Regions from separate parts of the Mus musculus genome. Here regions 1, 3, 4 and 5 are each linked to region 2. A link is a contact called in public Hi-C, HiCAR-type, Micro-C and promoter capture Hi-C data. All regions are on one chromosome and are shown on one strand. Each heading gives the region's core, a stretch centred on a gene start, on an enhancer-like site or on the middle of the called end of the contact. The rest is flanking DNA. Distances are from core to core; before and after follow the strand shown.

Region 1 (2,700 bases), core at 148-2,647, 520 kb after region 2:
CCCCATGAGCTCAAAGCTATGCTCATAGTAACAAGAGGTTATCTGCCCTTTCTGAGTGAGTATGGGGTCTACAGCACGCCATTGCTCTGAAGTATTCACACGTGTTTTCTGGGGGGCTGAGTTCCCACATGAAATTCTAATATAGATGTGCTGCACAATTAAACAAAAGTTCTTCGGAGATCTCAATATTCAAAGGTAAATGGGTCTTCACAAACCCACTGGATGGAGCTCGAGGGCTCTTATGGAAGATATGGGGAAAGGATCGAAGGCTCCAAAGGGGAACAGGAATTCCATAGGAAGGCCATCAGAGTCAACTAATCAGGACCCTTGGAGCCTCTCAGAGACTGAACCACCAACCAAATAGCATACACAGGCTGGGTCTGGCACATACATAGCAGATATGCAGCTCAGTCTTCATGTGGGTCTCCCAACAACCAGAGCAGTGACTATCCCTAAAGCTATTGCCTGGCTATGGGTCCCATTCCCCTGGCTGGGCTGCCTTGTCTGGCCTCAGTGGAAGAGGATGTACCTAGCCTTGGAGAGACTTGATGTGCCATGGTGGGGGCAGGAGAATACACCGGTGGGCCCCACCCTCTCAGAGGAGAAGGGGAGGTGGGGATAGGGGAGGGACTGTGTGAGGGGGGACCTGGGGGGCCAGTGACGAGGATATAAGTTAATTAGTTAATTAATTAATTAGGAAAAAGTTTAAAATCTATTAGTTTACAAAATCCATGAAAAAGAGAACCTGCATGTAATAATGCTGAAAACCTGTGTGTGTGCACGTGTGTGTTAGTCAGAGTCATGTTAAACAGCTGAGGCAGGTCTTGAACTTTCTGTCTACCTGCCTTGGCCTCCTGAGTGCTGTGATTGGTGACATGTCTCATCACAACTAGCCAACCATGTATTTTGAAAAAGCTTCCAAAATCACAGAACATGAGAGGATTATAGCAAAAACCACCTCCACACCCTGCCCAGTGAAGAAGGGCGCCAGGTCCTTTCTGTGGTCATGTCTCTACTTGCCTGACAGCTTTGCTCACTGCAAAGCAAGTTATAGGCACAGTCTCCCTCAACTTAAACAGGGAGCTTGGAACCAGAAGGGCACAAACAATCCTGGGCTGGTGATGGGGCCCAGCAACAAACAGCGTGCTTACTAACAAAAGGCCCTACGTTCAGTCTCCATCAAAGAGGAAACTTCAGGCAGTTCAGAGAGGAAGAAATGGAAGCTGCATTTTGCAGCTCCCTCTATCAGGGAAAGAACGAATGCAAACTAAACTTTATGCCACAAACTTGAGGAAGACAAATTCCCATTTAGGTAGTTTCCCAACTACACATATGACGATTATGGAGAGCGAGTGAAACCTCAGAGCAAAGAGGAAGGAGAAGGGGGATCCTTGGGCTGGGCGGGGCCTTTGCAAGTAGAGGAAGCTGTTTCACACATCTTGAAAATTCTAAATATAGCACTGAGTGTTTTTACAGAGAATACAAAGAATACGAGTCTCCTAGGTTTTCTGATCGCTCAAAGCATCTTTCCTATACTTTCCATAGTACAACACTGACATTCACAAATGCCTTGAAACATAACTTATTCTCCCGGCTTGGCCACAAATGTCTTGGGGGAGGAAGTGTTGGTGTCTTTGTTTCTTGGACTCCAAGAGTTCCTTGCACATAGATTTAAAAGTGCACAGAGGTAGGGGTAGAGGGGTGAGGCAGTGGTGGTGCACACCTTTAATCATAGCACAGAGGCAGGTGGATCTCTGTGAATTCAAGGCCAGCCAGGTCTACACAACTAAATCCAGGACAGCCAGAGCTACACAAAGAAACCCTGTCTCAAAACAAAACAAAAGGTACATGGTAAACAAATAGAAACTTATTGCACATGTACAACCCCTGTAAAAATACAACCTGAGCCCCTCACTGCCTCTAGGTTTAGAAACATCCCATCTAAATAAGAATTAGTACTTACCATAGAGTCTGATAAGGACATTCCAGAAAAGGAATGGCCTGGGTCATACCGGCTTGCTTTGAAAAGGCCCAGGAAGTCCGCGTCCACGCTCCCAACATTCGGCAGGTTTGACTTCAGAATACCTTCCACGCCATCGCTGTTCTTCAGTTTGGGTAAGTCTGAAAGGTTGTTTTCTGGCAATTGTAGGTTGCCCTGAGAATTCACATCTTCCTTGCTTCCCTCTTTTTGTGGGTACTTTTCCATGTGGCTGGAACCCAGACGAGATGTATTTGATGAATTGAAATTGAAGACCTTTAAGGAGTTGTGGGGTGCAAGGTGTGGCTGTTCTTTGTCTGAGCCACAGGGCAGGCCACCCTCCTTCCTGGGCTGTACCACTGATGACTGAGATACGGAGCTGTTCTGAGAAGTGCTAAAAGATGTGCTCATTGTGTTGACTGACGTCACGGAGGGAGAAAAGACTTTGTCTTGTGGCAGAGAAGAAAGCATGCTTGAGAAAAGCGTGCTGTTTTCTAGCCGTGACCTCTTAACGCCGCCGCTGTTGATGTCCCTGTTCTCCTTGTCACTTGCTTCTGAAGTGGTCTGTGGCTCGCTCTTCCCATTACTGTTAGTGTGCAAGGACTTGAAGACGATGCTCTGCTCGGTGGATGCACGCTTGGCTCTCAGTTTGGATATGGGGTCGTGGTTCTGCAACAAGTGCAAAGCTGGTGACACCTCTGCCAGGCTTTCCTTCTTCTTCC
Region 2 (2,700 bases), core at 149-2,648:
CTATCTCGGGCCCATTCTTTCCATCATCCTGTTTTGAATGACACTGAGCACGTATAGATTCTCTTATAAAAGCACCCCTAGGATGCTGGGCTCCTTTCTTCAAGCTGCTAGCTAATTTTGCATAGCAATTAGTACTGACTTCTCCAAGTCTGCAACCCAAACACCTCTCCAGAACGTTCCACAGTCCCTCCAAGGTCCAACTCTGCGCCATTAGATTTCAAACCAGAAGGCGAGGAACTTGCGTAATGATTAAATTCCCAATTTGTGTGAAGACACAATAATCTCTGACTACGCGTTAATTCCAACCTTAGGCCGCGACTGGGCAGCTAGGAGCCAGCATGTACGTCCTTTTAAAATCTATTCTACGTATTCACTGACCGCGCCGGGCCGGGCCACATGGTCCTCTCTCGCAGCCAGTCAGCTGTAGGCAGCAGATGGGATCATTTGCATTTTTCTTTTTAGACATTTTTTTTCCATCGGCAAATTAAAGGATTAAAAAAATTTTTTTTTCCGTTCTCATTGTTTACCAAAACCAGGCACGCAGCTTAAAAGTTGACTTGGGCTTTTCTTTTCCCTCCACCCCCACCCCAAGTCCCCGAAAGTTGGAGAACTGCGAGGGGTTGGTTTCTTATTTCTCAACTCCGACTCTGCAGTCCGGGAAACTAGGAGACGGTCGGTCTTAACTAACTCGGCGACTGGAGTCTCCCAGTTTTCCGCGCTGAGCCCCGTGGCTCTGAGTTGGTGGCATGAGGGTCCCCAAGCGCGTGCTTCGCTCCGCAGCCTCAAGCGGCAAAACTTGGGCTCTCGGAACTCAGGCTTTACGGGAGAGGGCGGCCACCCTGCCGGGGGAGTGGCCAGGGCTCCCCCAGAGCCCGGGGTCGCTCTCCAGTATACCCCCCCAACCACGAATCCATGCAGAACTGGAGGGGGGGCGCACCCCGAAGTCTTTGTGCCCGGCGTGGCACGGGAAGGTCCGTGCGATGGTGCGGCGCCACAGCCGAGCGCCCCAAAAGCGGGGGGCGCGGGCGGAAAAGACACGGCGCGTTGCCTCCCACCCCCACCCCCCGGGGTTAGAGAAAAAGTAGAGAAAGAGGCGCCGGGGCCACGCTCCAGCCCGGAGAGCACGTAGCCGAGAATGCCGCGGGGCGCTTTCCCGTGGGTGAGAGCCGCCCTGGTCCGCCGGCAGCCGGCGCGGGCCCACGTGGAGCCGCGCTGTGCAGGCCGAGCGCACCCGCCCCGCAGCGCGCCCCAGCTCCCCGCCGCGGTCGCTCACGCCCGAGCGCCGCCGCCGCCGCCGCCGCTGGTCCCGCGTGTGCCCCGCTGAGGGGGAGGGGCGGCGCGGTGGGGGCGGAGGGCTTGAGGTTCCACTGCAGCGGGGGCTCCTGTGTCCTTGTGCGGAAATGACACACGGAGTCCCGTCACGTCACGCGAGAGCGCAGCGCACGGACACACACAAAGAGAGGGGAAAATACACGGCGCCCGCCCGCCCGCCGCCCCCAGCCAGTCGGCGGGGCCGCCCCGGCCAGGCCCTGCGCGCTCGGCCCCCACTGCGGCCCGCGCGCCCGCCCCCCGCACGTGGCGCCCGAACTCGGCGCGGGTCCCGCTCCGCAAAGTAACAACTCTCGTCCCAGGTGAGTGTGGGCCCCGGTCGGGGCCGCCTGCGAGCGGCTCGCCGCCTCCGCGCGGGCTGGAAGGGGGAGCGGGCGCCCACGGGCTCGTCGCGCCCCATTGTGCCGCGCGCCCCTTTGTGCCCGCTCGGAACGCCGCGACTCCATGGCGTTCCGGGAGCACGCGCGCCGCGGCCAGGGAGGAGGAGGAGGGAGGGGAGGACGCACGGTGGAACGGTCCGCGCCGCCGCCGCCAGGCCGGCCCCACTCGCGCCGCGCGCCGGCTCTCCACCCCCGGCGGGCCGGCGATGGAGCGGCCGAGGGCCGCCGGGGAGCAACTGCGCGGCGCCGGAGCGCTCGCGTTCGACCGGCCTGTGGCGGCGATGGAGGGGTGTCAGAGGGAGCAGAAGGGCGGGGAGCCAGAGGCCGGAGAGCCGCCGCTCGGAGGGACGCTGCCCCGGGGAGGCAGCGGAGGGAGCGAGGCTGCCGGCGGCTGGGAGCGGGGTGCGGCGAGCCCCGCCGCCAGGGGGCGCGGCACCCTCCCGGGCCGTTCCACGGCGCTCCGTGGTTCCCGCTGCCCGGCTGGAGGCGGGTCCAGCGCGGCGCTCTGGGTGTGCACCCCAGCGAGCGCGAGGCCTTCCTGGCGGGCGGTGGAGCCGGGCCGGGGCGCTCGCCGCCCCTCGTGACTTGTGCCCGCCACGATCGACGTAATTTCCCACGCAGACTTGGCTCGGGCTGTGAGGCGCGGAGTTGTGAAGGCCTTGTGGGCTGGGACTCAACTCATCTGAGTTCTTTTTTTCTTTTTTTTTTAAGTTTGTCCTAAAGTAGAAGTTTGATCGCTCAGGTGGCCCGCTTGGGAGTATTTTGGAGGTGGAGGCCAACCAGAGATGCTCAGAATTAATGTTCACTGTTTGGAAGTCAGAGAACTTCCTTTTAGAAGTAACTTTTGAATGTTTTCCTACAAGTAACACGTCACTGAGTAGAGGGGAGGGTGCCAGAAATCTATAAAGACCCAGAAAACCCAGGCGAGTGGGGAACGTGTGGAAATGTCCCAGATAGAGGTTTTAGGTTTGTCTCTGTTTCGGTTCCATGC
Region 3 (2,700 bases), core at 37-2,536, 640 kb before region 2:
CGTTGATGTGCTCCTTATAAAATTCAGTTTTTTGTATGGTGTCAGCTACAAGGGTCTGGCATTTTTCTCTTTGTGCAAGCTAATCTGCCACATTTTCTGGATGCTAGCTCCAACTCCCAGGTAAGGTACACCGTGAGCTCTATGTCACCCAAACCTCTCCTGTCCTCCAAGTTACATGGGGGCGATGCCAAGTGCCTCAGGTTGACATTGTTCATATCAACAGAGGAACTTGGAAATCTAGTCATTTAAAATAGTGTGTGTACAGAGCTGTTCACTCTTTACTGCTGTAACAGCATGTCCTCTGTTACGGGGGAGATGATGCCTGTCTACCATGGCTGTTTAGACACACGTGTGAGAAGGGCAGCATGCAACCAAAGTGTGTGTGTGTGAGAGAGAGAGAGAGAGAGAGAAACAGAGAGACAGATGGCACGCACTAAAGTGTACCTAAAGGTAAGAGATGGGCAGTGGCCTTTTAGCATGTGGGATACTGTATGCATAAATAATATTATACCAGGAGGTGCAGGGCACTTACTTTAAATGGAATACGGTCTTAGTTTAAAAAGAAAAAAAAGACCATCTCATTTGGTAATGTACATTTAAGCCTCTTGCAAATGTTTGTCTTACTATTAAGGGTAGCTTTGTTTCATTTGAAGATAGTTCACTTACATGCAGCTACTAATCTAGAACTTTGTACATGGAATTCAGTCTGTTACAGTGAGAAAGGGGCTGTCTGAAAAGTGACCACTACACCTGTTGTACATTGTAACCTTAGAAGGTTTTGATTATTGCCATCTGCACCCTTCCCTAGCACCCTGCCAGGCTGCTGTGGGCCTCCCTCTGCTGGGAGTAATCAGGGGGCCCCTGAGAGCCTGTTCTGAATGTGACCAGTGATCCTCACTGCCCTCTGAGGGCAGATTGCTTACTGCTCTGTCTCTGACATCTCACTTGGAGAGAGTACAGAGAACAGAGAGGCTGGTCACATTTACCAGTGAGAATGTTGGTTTAAAAAATTCAGTGAAGGACTAGAATTGCTGGACTTTGAAACAGGTTGGAGGATTTCTCAGGGGAATATGGCATCCAGTAAGAGGCCTGGGGTGACCGTACCTCCTCATTGCCATGCACTGCCAACCTTCATCCCCATCCTGTTAACTTGTCTGTCTTCACAATCACATGCAAAGGTTCTCCAGCTTCTTAATTCCTTGATTCTCTGCCACATTCTTGGGACTCTAGTCACTTCCCTTCAAAAGCTTACTGTTCCTCTTGACAACACATTAAACACACAGGGCAGTGGCAAGGAGAATGGAGAGGGCAGGAGAAATGCCCATGTGACAGGCTTCAAGGCACCCTCTTTGGCTCAAAGCTCCGGCTTCAGAACTTGTGGGTAAGTTTTCCCACGATCCCTAGGAGCGCCTGCCCCACCTCCCCACCCCTATTCACAGGTCTGCATCTATTATGATGGAAATTATCAGGATTAATGTGATTATCTGAGAAGTGCCTTTGAGAGTGGGGGTGAGACTGGTGTTATGATCTACTGCAGTATTTCTTTGCACAAGACAAGCCCCTGTGTCTTTCAAGTGTTCTGACTTAATGACAGGGTATCCCACCAAATGTCAGGAGTGACAGACACCTCAGGAGCGCATTTTTCACATGGAGTTTTAAGTTTAGCAGTACTAAGGGTGGAGTAGAATTCTTATATTTGGTGTGTTACACGGTGGAACAGTTTCTGAGAGTATGAAATCTTTAAAAAGCCTTTACCTCCTGATTTCTGGAATTTTCTTTGGTGCTTAGCATCCAATTAATCTAAGTCCCTCCAAAGAAAAGCACATGCAAACAGAATCTTTGAGGCTTGGGCCCGACGCGCCTTCCTTGCAGTGGTACCACGGCAGGAGTGGTGAGAGTGCTGAGAGACACTTGGCTCCTGGCTTTCCCCTCTGAGAGTCAGACATGATATGAAGAAGGAACATAAAGAACAAAGAGCCAGAGAAGAGGGGGTTTGTTACATCTGGAGAGCTGCAGTGGGGACCCAGGCATCCCTGTGCACACTCCAAAGCCCCCGTTCCTTTGTCTTTCCAATGCATGTGTGGATATGGAAATCCCATCCTAGTGTGTTCAGCAACCCTACCTCACCAGCTCACCTCAGCCATGAGTGTTCCCATCAGTCGGCCTGGGGTTACACATGACTCAGCCCCTAGCTCAGGGCTCGCAGGCTGCAACAACACTGGATCCAGCTGTGTCCAGCTTTGTGAGATTCCAAGTTGGGTAACCCATGTTAGCTAAAAGCATGAAAGTGCTTTTTTAAATCCCTCTCAGGTCAGAGATTGAAGTGTTCGTTGTAGGTCTGTCTTGAGTGATATACTCTCCCCCAGTCTTGAATGTGGTGGCCTTAGGAGCCCAAGAGAACCCCAGACGCTCAAAACACCGTCCCCACTCACTCACTGTTTTCTACAGTGTGGGCCCAAGAGCCTTCACTTTTACCACCTTAACCCAAAGCATTAGAAAGATCTGTTCAAGACACCTTTCTTAACCAAATCAGATAGTTTGTTGTTTCTTAGAGACTTGCCTTCCTGCCCAGAGGTAGAATCCAGGGCCCTGGGCATGCTGAGAAGCACAGGTAGACTGAGCTATGTTCCCAGCACACCTCCCGTGCTCACACCTTAAACTTTTGTATGGATTTATTCTTTAACCTTTTTTTAGTAAATT
Region 4 (2,700 bases), core at 10-2,509, 720 kb before region 2:
GTTAAGAGCACTGAATGCTCTTCTGAAGGTCCTGAGTTCAAATCCCAGCAACCACATGATGGCTACAGTGTACTCATATACATAAAAATAAAAAATGAATCTTAAAAAAAAATACAGCAGAATGTTTGTACTTGCGCGGTAGCTTCTCTTTTTAAAGATATTGCACAGTTTCCTTTACTATTCACAGCGGTCCTGTGTAAAGTGCCCTGTGTCCTCTTGATCCACAGAGGGCAGTGCAGACACTGGGACCCACCCTGCTAAGGCCACCACTGGACTCTGGTGGGATCTTTGCAAGGTTAGAGGACTATCCTGCAGTTCAGCTGACTCCAGCTTGAGATTCGGTGGCCAGGAGCAGAGAGTGACTGCCTCTTCAGATTGCCCACAGGTTGCAGGGGAGTGCCAGCGGCTCTTTGGGGCGTCAGAGCGATCTGGGTTTGGATCCTCAAGCCCTGAGCAAACCCAAACCATTGAGCGTTACCTCTGGAAAATGTTTTGAGTCTGAATTTTCTCATCAATAGAGCATATATGACATTGGTTCTCAATATGTGGGTCCTGACCCTGTTAAGGGGGAGTTATCAAAAGACCGTTTTAGAGGGAGTATATATATCATGCACATCATATATTTACATTACAATTCGTAACAGTAGTAAAATTACAGTTATGAACTAGAAATGAAAATAATTTTACGGTTCGGGGTCACGACAACATGAGGGACTGTATTAAAGTGTGGCAGCATTAGGAAGGTTGAGAGCCACCGATCTATATTTTGCTTTATTTCATGTTTTACTGACAAATTGAAGACATGATCGCTTGGGTCACAGAAAGCATTAGTGAACTGGCAGCTCCAAATACCAAGGCTTTGGAACTCTGAGGAGTTCCTTGCTCCCTATTCTTTTCATTTATTTATTTTTCCTTGCTCCCTATTTTAATGGCACTTGTTTCCATGAGGTTCACGTGGAGGAAAAGTGAGAGGGATAGGAGAGAGTGGAGAGGTTTGGCAACCTCGCTTAGGTTGCAAAAGCTCAGGTCCCAATCGCACCTAGGACGCTCGCCTCTGCTCACTGCTTGGGGGACCCTGGCAAGAAAGCTCCTGGAATCCGGGAAGGGTGCTGGGAAGGAAAGCCTGGTAAGCAGGGGGCGGGACCCGGGGGCGGGCTTATGGAAAACAGAGGGCGTGGTCCGTGGCTCAGGGGCGGGGCCGCGGGCGGGGTCCAACAGAGTTTCTTTGCTGCGCGCGCCACGTCTCCCTCAGTGAGCGTGTGGAGGAGACGGCCGGGGAGGGAACAGCCGCGTGGGGCGGGAACTAGCTCCTCTCGCGAGAGTTGGCGACGGCCGCGGCGGCGGCGGCGGCGTGTCCGTGAGAGCGGCGTGGGGGCGGGGAGGAGAGCGGCGGCGGCGGCGGCGGCGGCGGCGGTAGCGGCGTCCGAGCTACGCCACACGGGGCCGGGGCGCTGGGAGCCGGGAGCCGGAGCGCAGCGCGGGGTCGTGGCGACGGCGGTGAGGGGAGCGCGGCGGAGGAGGCGGAGCCATGGCGGGCCAGCAGTTCCAGTACGATGACAGCGGGAACACCTTCTTCTACTTCCTCACCTCCTTCGTGGGGCTCATCGTGATCCCCGCCACCTACTACCTCTGGCCGCGAGACCAGAACGCGGGTGAGTCCCGTCGGCGGCCCGCTCTGGCGCGCTCGGGCGGACGCTCCGCTCCGCTCTTCTCCGCTCCGCTCCGGGCCGCGCCGTCCTGCCCGCCGGTGCTGCTCCGCGTCCCAGGGACGCCGCCTGGGCGGCGGGGCCTGAGGGCCGCTGTCCACGGGGCCGGAGCTCGGCGGCGATTTCCGGGGCTGTCCGCCCGCCTGCGTGGTCCGCGGGAGTTTGGCGGGGATCCGATCCGCATTGTTCTGGACGCCCCTCGCCTGCCGCCTCTTTGTCTCCCCAGCCTCGGCTTTGTTGGGTGTTCTTTCTGGAGGGAGCGGGCTGGGCTGGGACGGGGGGCGAGAGAAGAGTTGGCCGAGGGGGAATAAGAGCGTGTGGGCACAACTCCGCATCCTTCGCTCCCGTCACCCTTTCTCCCTCTTGTCCCGGTGTCCCCGCTGCAGCTGTTGGTACAGATGTTTGGGGGCACCCCTAAGCTGGGTGTCATGTTTGGGACTTCCAAGTGAGCTCACCAGCAGCCCACCCCGTCACTTCCTCCGGTTGCTTTTTTCATTTGTTCAATCACATCGTGGGGGTTGGAGAGCGCTGCCGTTATTCCTTTTATAAAAGCACAAATAGGATTTTCTCCGTTTCCTTTCCTCTGGAGTTTCCTGTTTACAACGGAAAAGTGCAGGCATGAAGGATTAAGCGGGATTCGTTGATGGAAGGAGGTAGTTGGTGGGGTCGCAAGCTCCTTTGCTTTTAGTTCTCGAGTCTTTCCACATTAAAGGTCGCGTCAGAACGCAACCCAGTGCAGTTTCCGGGGATGTTAGGTTTAAGATTGTAATGTTGGATTCTGTGTTGCACTTTACTAAGACATATGGCACCGGTTATTCTTAAAGCTGATGGCACTTACAGCAAGCGCCTAATGGGTTATTTCTGGTGGTGGTAACCATAATTAGTAGGTTTCGAGTATAACAGCGGCTCTGGGGGAGAGCGTTCTGTGTCTGCTAAGTTGCTTTTAGGTTGGGTGTGGTGATGATCTAAGTTGTCTAGGTTGTGCACTGCAGCT
Region 5 (2,700 bases), core at 25-2,524, 980 kb before region 2:
ACGCTGCCTAGGCCACGTAATGGCTTTGTTCAGGTATTGGGTTGACAACCGGATGCACTAGCTCCTGGTATCCTGGTTCTTGGCACTCCCCTATCTTCCTGTCTCCCTTCAGCTTCCTGAGTCTTTCCCTGGTCCTTTTTTCCATTTTGTATAAAGGCTTCTCTAAGTAGCATTCCAAGTACAATTTGAGATTTACCGCTTAAAAACAAAACACATTTACCAGGATTTGTGGGAAACAAGAGTGGCCGCTTACCCAGACAGGGTTCCCGGCCTTCATCTTGTCTTTCTTATTTTGCTTTCTTATTTCAGGGGCCAGACCAGTCTTTAGGCACTGTTTGACCTTAGTTTGAGCTTATCAGGTTTAAAAAATTCCACTCCCTTATTTACTGCTTCGAATCTATCAGTGTAGAACAGGGTGACCTTGAAACTTCTGAGTCTCAGCCTTCTGAGTGCTGGCATTACATTATGCCGGGATTAATGTCCTTCTTGGGGACTGGACCCAGGACTTTATGAATCCTAGGCAATCAATCTACCAACTGAGTTACATCATCATTTTTTGTTTGTTTTTTGAGGGCTACTGTGTAGCCCTGGCTGTCAACTCACTCTGTAGACCAGTGGCCTAGAACTCAGAAATCCCGCCTGCCTCTGCCTCCACCACGCCTGGCTAAAAAGCCTTTTGTTTTGTTTTGGTTTTGTTTTGTGTTTTTTTCAAGACAGGGTTTCTCTGTATAGCCCTGGCTGTCCTGGAACTCACTTTGTAGACCAGGCTGGCCTCGAACTCAGAAACCCGCCTGCCTCTGCCTCCCAAGTGCTGGGATTAAAGGCCTGCGCCACCACCGCCCGGCTCTCCCTTGGTTTTTAAAGATAAGGTCTCATGTAGCCCAGGCTGGCCTCGAGCTCCTGATTCTCCGCTCTCCATTTGCCAAAGGTCAGGATTACAGATGTGTACTGATTCATTTGAGACGTTTATTAAAGGTTTCTAGAAATGAATTTCCAGGGATCACAGTGATGCACTGGATTGGCTGTCTTACAGCATAGGCAGTTTTGTCTCCTCCCTGCCGTCCCAACGACTGCCTTCACTGCGCCAGAACAGCTAAAATCGTTTCCGGAGTCCCTCCCCGCAGAGAAGCTGGGTCAGAAAAGCCGGAAACCCACACCTCCTCCCCAGAGCTCCCCTACTACGCCTGCGCGTCACTCGGCGGCGGCGCGCTCGCCCGAGGCATTGTGGTTATTGTAGTCTCCCCATATCCTTGGCGCCCACAGTCCCGTGACGCCGCCGCGCCTCAGCCCCACCCCGCAGTGTCCCTCGGGGCCGCCGCGGGGCCTGCGAACCGGGCGCGGCGTTCAGGCCAGTCAGCTGTTTCTCCCTGGGCAGAGGGCGGAAGCCCGAGCAGCCTGGGGCGGAGCTTCGCGCGGAACGAACGCCCACCCGTCCTACGTGCTCGTTCGTCTCCGTTCGCTGCGCGCGAGCCGGGAGTCCCCGCGGCGGGCGGCGGTGGCGTTGGCGGAAGGCGGTGGAGAGAAGCCCGCGGCTGCCGCGGCGACAGCGAAATGGCGGAGACGGTAGCGGACACCCGGCGGCTCATCACCAAGCCGCAGAATCTGAATGACGCCTACGGGCCGCCCAGCAACTTCCTCGAGATCGACGTGAGCAACCCGCAGACCGTGGGGGTCGGCCGGGGCCGCTTCACCACCTACGAGATCAGGGTCAAGGTGAGGCGTCCGCCCCTCTCCCGCATCCCTCGCTCCGGGGCCGCCAAGTCCCGCCGGACCCCGGCGCGGGGCCTTGAGGTCTCAGCGGCCGCCCAGGCCAGACGCCCCTGCGAGGCAGCTTGTCTGCGGGCGGAGGCGTGAGCCAGGGTTTCGCTCGCTCTCCGTGGACAGTTTGTATGGGGACCAGCTCGCTGGCTCCGGTAGAAGGTGCTGGAAGACGAGGGCGTGGGTTGAGCTCTGCTAGCCGAGATCTCAGGCAGCTGATCTGGGCTTGACATTTGAGTTGAAGAGGTAGATCTTTCGAGAACACTGTTCTCCGAAAAGAGAGCTAGGTGTGACTGAGGAAGAAAGGGGGAGGGGGGCGTGTGTGCGCAAAGTTGAAGCCCTCTCTCCCTCCCTGTCTCTTTTTTTTTTTTTTCCTGGACGCTTACCAAGACGTAGTGAAGCCAAGCTTAGCTGCTCTTTCCAGGCCTGTCTCAAGCTACAGTAAGAGTATCCTGGGCCGTACACGTCTGTGAGCAGAACTTGATGGCGAGTTCACGGGAGCGCGTCAGATTTTTGTGGTAGGGCTCAACCAAGCGGTTAGCAGCGATGAGAAATGGTTGACCTTAGCATGCTTGGCTGTCCTGCTGAAGGCCTAGGTGTGTGGAATGTCATCTTCCTCAGTGTCCAAAAAAGCAACTGCCCGGGACTAGGGAACCCTACTCATCTAAGTGTCTGGCTTTAGCTTTTTCACTTCAACTGAAAAAAGGAATAGGGTGAAGTAGAAACGTACTCTTAGAATCCCATAACTAATGGGGTTTTGGCAGTAAGTAATTTAGATGATTCGAGGGACACTAAATGAAAGTACTGCTTTTTTTACTCTGTAGAGCAGGATGGAAGGGTTTTTCCACATTTGAAAAAAAAACTTATTAAATTAATTCATTGCTAAAAATTAAATATTAAATAGTAACCATGAGAATTTTGGCCTTAGAGGACTCATGATCA

What was found. Promoter capture Hi-C pulls out the DNA fragments that hold promoters and counts their contacts. Hi-C and Micro-C count contacts between places; a contact is called where the count stands out from the background. HiCAR-type assays count read pairs that join an accessible place to other places.
Region 1: a contact with region 2 is called in a Hi-C map of B cells, with 13 read pairs. The contact joins the enhancer-like site here to the promoter of Bend3 in region 2. A contact is called at or near these places in 4 of 39 promoter capture datasets (the C10 cell line, neutrophils and pre-B cells), 1 of 15 datasets of contacts at CTCF or cohesin (large pre-B cells), 4 of 484 Hi-C or Micro-C datasets (B cells, LSK cells, embryonic stem cells and 1 more) and 4 of 115 datasets of contacts at active chromatin or transcription factors (extraembryonic endoderm stem cells, large pre-B cells, memory CD8 T cells and 1 more).
Region 3: a HiCAR-type map of astrocytes shows a contact between it and region 2, with 2.7 times the contacts expected there. The contact joins the enhancer-like site here to the promoter of Bend3 in region 2. A contact is called at or near these places in 1 of 39 promoter capture datasets (hippocampal neurons), 1 of 484 Hi-C or Micro-C datasets (cerebral cortex), 7 of 115 datasets of contacts at active chromatin or transcription factors (astrocytes, embryonic forebrain, embryonic hindbrain and 4 more) and 2 of 9 other capture datasets (embryonic stem cells and pancreatic islet).
Region 4: a Micro-C map of embryonic stem cells shows a contact between it and region 2, with 8 times the contacts expected there. The contact joins the promoter of Sec63 here to the promoter of Bend3 in region 2. A contact is called at or near these places in 1 of 39 promoter capture datasets (frontonasal cranial neural crest), 3 of 484 Hi-C or Micro-C datasets (Th1 cells, embryonic stem cells and erythroblasts) and 2 of 115 datasets of contacts at active chromatin or transcription factors (epiblast stem cells and pancreatic cancer cells).
Region 5: a contact with region 2 is called in a promoter capture Hi-C map of pre-B cells, with 2.8 times the contacts expected there. The contact joins the promoter of Snx3 here to the promoter of Bend3 in region 2. A contact is called at or near these places in 2 of 39 promoter capture datasets (the C10 cell line and pre-B cells) and 2 of 115 datasets of contacts at active chromatin or transcription factors (memory CD8 T cells and pancreatic cancer cells).

The regions. Positions count from the first base shown.
Region 1 is chr10:43,995,089-43,997,788 of GRCm38.p6, forward strand. It overlaps Crybg1 (crystallin beta-gamma domain containing 1), which reads right to left. Exons shown (of 22, transcript NM_001368305.1): 4 at 1,964-2,700. Among named protein-coding and RNA genes, the nearest start is that of Gm40636, 28 kb to the left of the region's middle. Within about 2 kb of position 1,398, at least 79 of the 459 cell types and tissues checked have an H3K27ac peak or open chromatin away from gene starts, as enhancers often do. A contact at or near this core is called in B cells, memory CD8 T cells and pre-B cells, where this site is marked.
Region 2 is chr10:43,477,742-43,480,441 of GRCm38.p6, forward strand. Bend3 (BEN domain containing 3) reads left to right here and starts at 1,399. Exons shown (of 4, transcript NM_199028.2): 1 at 1,399-1,631.
Region 3 is chr10:42,833,170-42,835,869 of GRCm38.p6, forward strand. No RefSeq gene overlaps it. Among named protein-coding and RNA genes, the nearest start is that of Scml4, 26 kb to the right of the region's middle. Within about 2 kb of position 1,287, at least 42 of the 459 cell types and tissues checked have an H3K27ac peak or open chromatin away from gene starts, as enhancers often do. A contact at or near this core is called in astrocytes and epiblast stem cells, where this site is marked.
Region 4 is chr10:42,760,237-42,762,936 of GRCm38.p6, forward strand. It overlaps Sec63 (SEC63-like (S. cerevisiae)), which reads left to right and starts at 1,260. Exons shown (of 21, transcript NM_153055.3): 1 at 1,260-1,652. The coding sequence starts at 1,529.
Region 5 is chr10:42,500,780-42,503,479 of GRCm38.p6, forward strand. It overlaps Snx3 (sorting nexin 3), which reads left to right and starts at 1,275. Exons shown (of 4, transcript NM_017472.4): 1 at 1,275-1,713. The coding sequence starts at 1,552.